2 separate regions of the Drosophila melanogaster genome follow, and region 1 is linked to region 2. Evidence: chromatin contacts called from public Hi-C data. All regions are on one chromosome and are shown on one strand. The core of a region is the stretch at or near the end of the contact, and the rest is flanking DNA. Distances in the headings are between cores, read along the strand shown.

Region 1 (4,390 bases), core at 1,110-3,609, 430 kb before region 2:
GACCCCCATTTTCCAACACCAGTAGCAGCCCCCCCAACAATCGACCATCTATATAAAATATATGTTTTTTCAACGCATATGTGTACATATATGTATGTACTGGGTATATATGAAAGCGTTACAGATTGCTCGTTGTGGTTTCTGTCTTTTGATTTGTTGATTTTGATAACTGCAACTTGTGGGGCTGCCTATAAAATTTATGGGGCTTTTATTGCACTCGCAAGCCCCTTAGAAGGATTGGAAATGGAGATCTATATATAGGCACTATAATATTAGAACACCGTTAACATAATTCTATTATTAAGCTTAAAAAGGGATATTCATATTTTTAAATCGAACATTATAATAATACCATATCAAGTCCCACCCCAACTAAATGTATACCCTTTCTCCAGCTTTTTAAAAAGTCGAAGACGAGCTGCCTAAAGTGATTGTGATTGCAATGCAATGCACTGGGCAAACAAATCCAAACAAAAAATCGAGTAAAGCCCAATGCGGGGCAAACACAAACATCCGATGGGTTGGGCAGAGGATCGCCAGCGATCTCCGCCAGCCAATGTCATCATCTGCGTCTCCTTCAAACAGAAGCCAAATGAGCTTGTCGTGGAGCTATGCATATTGCTGCCGGAAACTGACGGTTTCTTCAATCGAATGACCAGAATGGCCAAGTGAGATGGAGTCCGCTTGAGCTGCAACTGTAGGGTTGGTGGAGGGCTGATCAAAAGGTCCGCTCGAGCGGATCTCTGTGGGTCAAGCAAACGCTTCGACTTAATCCAAGGTGGCTACTGAGTTGCCTCCCGTTCAACAGGTATGTATGTAGATAGATCCCACCTCAAACGGAGTGCATTCTGCATTCTCAGCAAACACTTGTGGACTACCGATCGTCCAGTGTCCCAATGTCCGAGTGTCCAATTGTCCAATCCAGTGGCCAGCGGTTCCAGTCGTTCCATCAATCTTTTGCGGCGGGCTGCTGTCAATCTCCTGCGGCAAATAAACTCGAGTGCCTCTCGCAGGCAAATAACCAATATTTGCTCTCGGATTATTAAGTGAGCCAGCATCCCATTCCGCTGTCCATTTCCAGTTCCCATCGGTGGTTCTTCGGTTCCTCCTCCTGCTTTCAGGTGGCTTGTTAACTGTTTGCTCGGGCTGTTTAATCGCTTTAATGGTTAGGCAATTAAGAGTTCTTCGGAAAACGTCTCCGAATGCCAACTACTCCCTCTTCTTGTGCTGGAAATATTAATAAATTCTTTTGATATGCTCCGAAAGAAATTACATCCATTTCAGGTAACATGAGTAATACTTAGAACGAATAAAATATTCTTTTATGTGAAAAATATGGCAGGTTTGGTTGCATTACCTATTGGAAACTTAATTTTGGAATAGATTGATTGATCTAGATATATATAAAATGGGGTTTTTAAACCAAATTAATGATAAAAACACCAAAAGATTGATTAGTCTCGTTGCATTTTTCAGTTCTCCCTTGATTTATTTCATGCTAATCGTTTCATGGAAATGTGTTGAAAGACCGATTGACTCTTACGATAAATACAAAACCGTATGGTTAACATTATGAAAAACATTTTGCACCGCCGCCGCTGCCTGCAGATGGGGATTTGGACCACCAGAAGAGAAGTAATGATGATGATGATTCCATCCGCAGTTCATTCGCAACGTGTACAGAGCAGACATTTATAAAATGTCGTTTAAAAGCAGGCTAAATGCAGCAGCTACTCTGATCGCCACATTCGAATGTCAAAAACTCGGCGGCTTTTTTGGTGCTTAAAAACTAAATTCAATGCGGGTGTTGATGGCACACACACAAGCACACACCTGCTCCGGCGAAGCAACAACAACATTCGTGGCCGATTCATATGCTCATGCATGTGCTATGATCTTTGTTGTTGTTCCTGGGCAGAAGTGTCGCCGTGGCCAAAAAGTTTCTGTTTTTCTGCGTTCTATTCCTTGGACGCCATGTGTCCCACCAAGTTGCTGGTGATCTTCTCGATTTTTCTGAGATCCGGCATGTTCTCCGCTTTGTACTGCACACACTGTGGTTTAATGAAGTAAAAATTTAAAAATGTGTTTTGCACTGATAATGGAATTGGGTGCAAACCTTAACGTTGTCCGTCATTTTTAGCAGAATGTGGCCCTTGGAGTGCGCGTATTTCATGGTAAGTCGACAGTTCTGTGGATTGGCCAAGTACATGTTCTCGACGGCAATCTCGAAATCATCCCAGTTCTTTACAAAAACCATTTTTTATTTAAACAAATGGAAATCCAGGCGAAATTATTAAAAACAACAACAGCAACTGGACGGCGTGACGTTGAAGCTATCGAAAAAATACCAAACCAACAAGCCAAAACTATTCGATAACGAATAGCTCAACAGCTGAACACCCCATTGTGAATGTCTTAGTATTTTTCAAATATTTGCTGACGGTTTTTCAAACAAGGGCCTTTCTAAATTTAAACTTTACATAAATCGAAAATATTAGAAATAAATATAATTAATTTTAGTAAGTTACGGTGTAATAATTTGCTAAACATTACTTAAGTGCGACCGTAAAACACCTAGTTAAAAATACCACTTCGCCAATGCAAGGTGATCGGTATTTTCAGGGTAACACGTTCACACCCACCCACACATCGTAGCTGCGCTGCAAAGTGTTTCAATATTTATTGCAAAAATGGTGTGAAAAACCACTGATTCGCTTAAATTTAGTGCTCAATCGTAAGCAACGGATGGCCGCGAAGGCGTCGGCAGTGAAATTCGCGAGTAACATTGCTGAAAATACATCGAAAAGCAAACGCGAAAAACGATGAAATCTAGTCAATCAAATATTGTGAATGGATGTGAAAGAGAAGAAAGAGGGGCGCAAAACGAAAACGCAAATAATAAGTGACACGCAGAAGCCAGCTAAAGTGCAGTTTATTTAAATATACTAGAGATCTGTTCAAAATATAAATATAATCTCACAAATCATCAAAAAGTCAAGTGTCTGTGTGTGGTGTGTGCGTGTGTGTGGGAGTCTCTCTCTCTTTTTCTCCCTCTTTTCTTCCCCATCTACCGTGTTGTTATTCTGGTGGGGTTGAAAAGCCATTGCCTGCATAACGGTTAACGCGTGACGTACGACCCATCAACAGCAGTCAAGTGCAGCACCCTACCGCCCCTCGCCCTTCCTAAAGAGTAGAGAGCACACCTCCTTTATAAATAAAGAGATCCTCCGATCCACCCAAACACCATTCATCATGATGGACAACGATGATGCACTGCTCAACAATGGAGGACCACAGTCCGGAGCTGAAACTGTCTACGGTACCGAGGACAACAACATGGTCATGTCGGAGAAGGTAATAGTCCATCCACAAAAGCCCTCTTTCATCTTGTCCCACTGAGAAGTAACCAGATCACTCGGAATGGGAATAGTCTTAAGTTTCAATAGCAGTCCATTGATAGTTTATAGCCAGGAAAATTCACTGTGATACCATTGACTAATTTATACTATTCACTGAATCATACGGGCGTTTCTGATTCTCCCTTAAATTTGATAACGCACAATAAGTAGGTTTAATCTGTTCTGGTTCTCTGCTCCTTACCATCCACATTCAGACCCACTCGTATCGTACAAGTAACACAAACACGAGATAATGAGGCTATAAAAGTGTTCCAAGCGGAAATACAATCGCAGAAATATGCTTTCTTTGCACATCATTCTTGCTCTCTTCGTATCTCTTTCTTGTTTATATACCCTTAATTATGTAAAAACGCAGCCAACAATTGTTTATTATGCATCAGCTGACGTCTGTGGTCATTGACATTAAAGCTGGCGAAAAATAGTAGCCAAAAATGGGTAGAAAAAGAGAGTTAGAGAGCAAAAGAAGGGTAAGAAGCCGGGGACCAGAAATCAATAAAGTCAGTCAGTTGGCCCTCAAATTTTATGACCACCTCACGCAATATTCTGCAGAGAAAGAAATACCATGTCATAAATTTTGTTAAACATCTCTTATCTGATAAGCTATAGAAATTCTAGAACATCAAACACAATAATTATAGTTTTGGCGTTTATAATTATTTATAACCATAAAGTATAGGTATTTTTAGGTTCAACAACTTTTTCAAAATCAGTTCAATAAAATGGTATGACACCATAAAAGCTTATCGATTTTTATAGCCTTAAAACTCCATATATGTATATAGTATATTGGATTCCTCAACTGCCCCATCTACAGTCTGGTCTATTTTTAATTTTCACCCCAATTCCCCGATTGATTTTGCACTTTATCAGCTTCGCTAGCTTTAATCGGTCTATGCAAATCAAATCAGGGGGCCTTCCCTCTCAATTTCGTACTCATATAAGTGTTATTTCGCTATCCTCACCACGAAATG
Region 2 (4,429 bases), core at 1,399-3,898:
ATCAAAACATACTGGGCGGTGGCAAAGTCACTGGCACATAGACACGCAGCCTAGGCACTGGTCGGGTTTCTCGTTCGGGAGTTTCACTTTGAGCTTGATCGTGGTCGTGATCTAGAATATTTTCAACAAATAATACGGGAATATTTACGATTCAGAGACACGAATTCCTTGTCTAAGGCCATGAGTGAATTTGATTTTGCACAGCCTCATCTGCATACAGTGTTTGTATAAAGTTTCTTACCCATTTCGAGACGCTGTTGCTCTTGTGCTAGTGTTTCAGCACCTGCAGCATTTGGCCCCACCATAGGCTCGTCGATGGGATCCTCTACTTGATCACTGGATAAATCGCGAGCGGCGGCGGCAGCCGCATTCGCAGCTCCAGCAGCCGCACTGGCAGCTCCGGCAGCCATTTCCGCAGCGGCTCCAGCAGCTCGACTGGCGATCTCCGCCATGGCCGCTGCACTGCGACTGGCATCGGTGGCCGCCTGCAAATTGGCAGCCTGCGAAGGTGCCACAGCAGTTGGAGTGCCCGCGCTGGTGGGCGTTTGAGTGCCCGCTGTGGTGGCCGTTTGAGTGCCAGCTGCAGAGGCAGAACCAGGTGCTCTATTGCGGAAAGGCTCGTTGATAATACCCGAGGGCGGTGCCAAAAAGTTGGGCGTGAAGATGTTATTGGAGCGTATGTAACCGCTCTGCTCAACGAGAATGGGTCGGCAGGTGAGCACACGTGGCCCTGGCTGCGACAGGTCAAGCATTAAATCGGATATAGCGTGCTGGGCGTGCGAAAGGTAGTGGAAAGCCTCCGAGACGCGATCGAAGATGCGCTGTGCGTTCTCGCGACCATCGGTGTCCTAAAAAAGGAATTTAATGTTTTAATAGGCTTATAAGAGCTCGGCTTATTAACTTACACTCTCCTCAAAAGTGGGATCATTCTGGAGAATCTCATAGTACCGATCAACAAAAGGCGCCAAGCGAGCCTGTACGCCACGATAGTGCTGAATAACTTGGGCCAACACCTGAGGACGAGTGCGTCGCCTGGGTCCTGAGTTGTTGCCGCCTTCGGCAGCCGCGTCATTTGCTGATCCAACCGAGGATGTGGGAGTCTCTGCTGCAGTGACTTGCTGGCCACCAACTGCTCCTTCCGCCTCCGGCTCTGGTGTTGGCGTGACCGAACGATCTGATGCTCCATCGGCCACTTCGTCGTCCGTTTCGATAACATCCTCGATAATCACAGTAGCAGCTGTGGTTTCACCACTAGCATTACTTGCAGCTCCACTGGCTGCTCCCTCACTTGTTATAGCTTCGGCTGTTCTCTGCTGGCTCGTCTCGCCATTCTCATTGGTATAAACCGTGGGCAGCTGAACCACCGTATAGTTGCGTGCTCCTGTATGCGAAAGAGCAGCGGTCACGGCATCTTGGACCATATCGATGATGTTATTGTTGCGTGGCAGATCAGTCGAGGAGACACCTACTTCCACGACTGTGGACTCCATCGACCAGCGACCGCGCTGCAGAATGTCCAGTGATTGATTGTTCAGGCCAACGGCAGGATTTTCCAGATAAGCTGCTATATTGTCAGCGCAATCGATCATGTGCAGGGCGACCGTGATGCGGTTAATGCAGAAGGACGACGAGTTGGGATAACGATTCGGTGGAGGACGTGTCTGCTAAGATACGTTTAAATACGCGTGTTGAAAGAGCTTTCATCTTAATGGCTTACCCCAGCTACTGGACCATTGTTCACCGGTATGGCCATGGTGCCCACCAGCATTCCATCGAGGGCGCGGAAGTACGGAGAAGTACGCATTCCGGGCGGCGGCGGACGTGCCACATTGCGGAAGGTTCGCATGGGTTCATCATTGTTGCGGGCATTGGCTCCGCGCTGCGAGAATGGTGGTCGTTCGGCCACATGGAGCACCTTGCCATCCACATCTGCATGGGCATTGATATTGTTGTATTAGATATAAGTGCATATATATATGTGGGTGCTCCCGGGGGCATGACTCACCATATTCCTTCACCTGCTTATCATCGACCAGAACGCGACCCTGGTAGATGATACGCTGGTTTTCCGCCGCAATGTTAGTCTTCTCGGCTATTTGGTCCTTGAACTGGCGGATGGTGAGCTGGAAATGGGTGGGGTGCATGGATATAAAGAAGCCCCTAGACCTGGACACACAACCTCAAACATTACCTCATTGTCGATGCTGAATTCGTGGATGCGCGCATCTAAGGTCTTCACCTTAAGGTTTATGAGCATTTTCCGGCCGGACTGCGTCGCAAATCAATTGAAAATCTCGTTTTTCTTTCGGTTTTCCCCGTGCCGTGCAAAAAAACAGTCGAAAAGGGTTCGTTGGTGGAGGGGGGAAGGCGGGGAATCTTGTCGGTGTCGCTGTCACCTGCTCTCTCGCTCGCACTCGCTGTCGTTGGCCTTTGGCTTTTCCGGACACGTTTTCGCACTGCTCAACTAGCGGTAAATATGTATACGTTTTCACTGATCTCCGCCTGCTTTCGGATCGGGCAAATATATGCTGGGCTTCTATGCTAACGCGCCGAGCGACTTTGCAATTCAACAACAGCAGTGGACGAGAATAATTACTGGAATTTGACAGTGTGGCAGTGTTGCCAACTCTCGGAGTGAAAGAGCAGCCAAATGCCATCTTGTAAAAAGCTAAACTAGCAGGTATTGATAAATAAATTCCGTTTTAAAGCAAAAATTAAGCGATCTGTCAAAAATGATATGTATTGTATGGAGCAGTTGAAAATTATTTTATTGAGTTTGGTAACGATTACAAAAATTGGAATATGCAGATAAATAACCTTTTTTCTGAAGCTTAAAATATATTATAACAAAAATATATTATAACAACTTGTCTTAAGATTAAAATATAATATATTATATTAATTTGTCTGAAGTTTAAAATATAATAGCTGCATATGTCTACAAAATAGATAAGTTGCCAGCTCAGCATATAGTACACAAAATGTCCTAAAATACCCAAATTATTATTTCAGTGGCAAACACAAAGAAGAATACAGCACTGTTAGCATTGACTCAAACCAGAGTGCACGAATTTTTTTCTTGTCTGGCAGCCCTAAAAACCACTTAGGCGGTTCTTTTGAATTTGTACTAAATATATTAATCTGTTTTATTTATATTGTTTTTGAACATTCTTTGCTATCCTAACCTAACCGAAAGGTATAATATCTCCAGGGAATTGCCTAGACTCTTGCCCACAATGTAAAGCGTGTGGGGCATGAGCGAGATGAGCGCTATAAAAACGTTTAAAGAACTGCACATGTGAAATACAATTCACCCATCAACCTTTTCGCCCCTAACCCCACACCAACCCTTAATCACCCCACCGCCTTTGACTGCATCCTGTGGGAATTTTTGGGCACTGCACATGAAAAGCGGCGTTTGAATAATAAAGAAAAGAAAACACGGAAAACAGGGGAAAGTCAGCCAAGACGCAAAGGTGTAGGGCAACTTTTCGCTTTGAATATTTAAGTGGCGCTGTGGCATCGGTAGTGGAAGTAAAATAAGCAGAAGGCTGCGAAGGAAAGCCAACCGCAGCTAACACAATTTTTCGCATACCCCTTGCCGGAATTGTGCGGAAATTTGATTTAATGTCTGCGATTGTGAGCCTTTCCACGGGCTCAAAGTGATTGCGACGAGCCCTTATTTTCCGGACTGAAAAGATGCCACGGAAATGGGCAGTGGCAGATTGCCGAGTGCACCATTCTCTTTGAGGATTTTTTTTTTTTTTAACTGAGTTTTTAGCAAGCAATTGAATGATTAATTACAGTATTTTCAAAAAAATACCTTGCTTAAAGTTTGTAGATTTTTTTTTTAATAATAAAAGATGTTTTTGTAAGCTTGTTGTCAGGATATATGCTATGTTTAAATGTTTGATTCCCAATTAAGCATTTTGAGAAAATTGATGTACAAATTACAAACAGTTAATTGTATTAAAATGCTCAGCCTACATTTCGCTTACAATATGGATTATGCTTGGCGTGAAAGTATAAATAATAATTATTAACGTTTTTCACCGACTTTGCGCGGTCCAAGTGCAAGTTTTACAATTTACAAATTGCTTTTAAATGGGCTGTGAAAAGTTTTAATGAGTTTTCCACGCAGCCGTCCTTCATCTAAGCGCCCAGTACATTCCGCCCACCGCCTTGTCAACGATTTCTGTTTATGCATTTTCATTTTCATTATCATTCCCTTTTTTTCGACCAGCACTGCCCTCTCGTTTTCCGCTTTCCATTTGTTATTAAGCTAACGCTTTCCGTTACTTTTTATTACTTTTTTGCACCAAAAGTTTTTCCTGTCACAGTGGGTGGGCGTGGCACTACATTGAAAGTGTTTTTTTTTTTTTGTTGTTGTGGGCGGGGGCAAAGGTCGCCTTATGAAATTATATCAATC

Evidence for each region. A called contact is a pair of places that touch in the nucleus more often than the background predicts.
Region 1: a contact with region 2 is called in a Hi-C map of the Kc167 cell line, with 2.6 times the contacts expected there. A contact is called at or near these places in 2 of 107 Hi-C or Micro-C datasets (the D17-c3 cell line and the Kc167 cell line).

The regions. Positions count from the first base shown.
Region 1 is chr3L:7,934,342-7,938,731 of dm6, reverse strand. Srp9 (Signal recognition particle 9) reads right to left here and starts at 2,359. Exons shown (of 2, transcript NM_139906.3): 1 at 2,117-2,359; 2 at 1,474-2,051. The coding sequence starts at 2,257. The coding sequence ends at 1,959. It overlaps syd (sunday driver), which reads left to right and starts at 2,612. Exons shown (of 14, transcript NM_001300046.1): 1 at 2,612-3,354. The coding sequence starts at 3,253.
Region 2 is chr3L:7,509,205-7,513,633 of dm6, reverse strand. It overlaps CG7546, which reads right to left and starts at 2,648. Exons shown (of 10, transcript NM_168217.4): 1 at 2,192-2,648; 2 at 2,006-2,123; 3 at 1,718-1,929; 4 at 906-1,661; 5 at 242-848. The coding sequence starts at 2,257. It also overlaps asRNA:CR45896.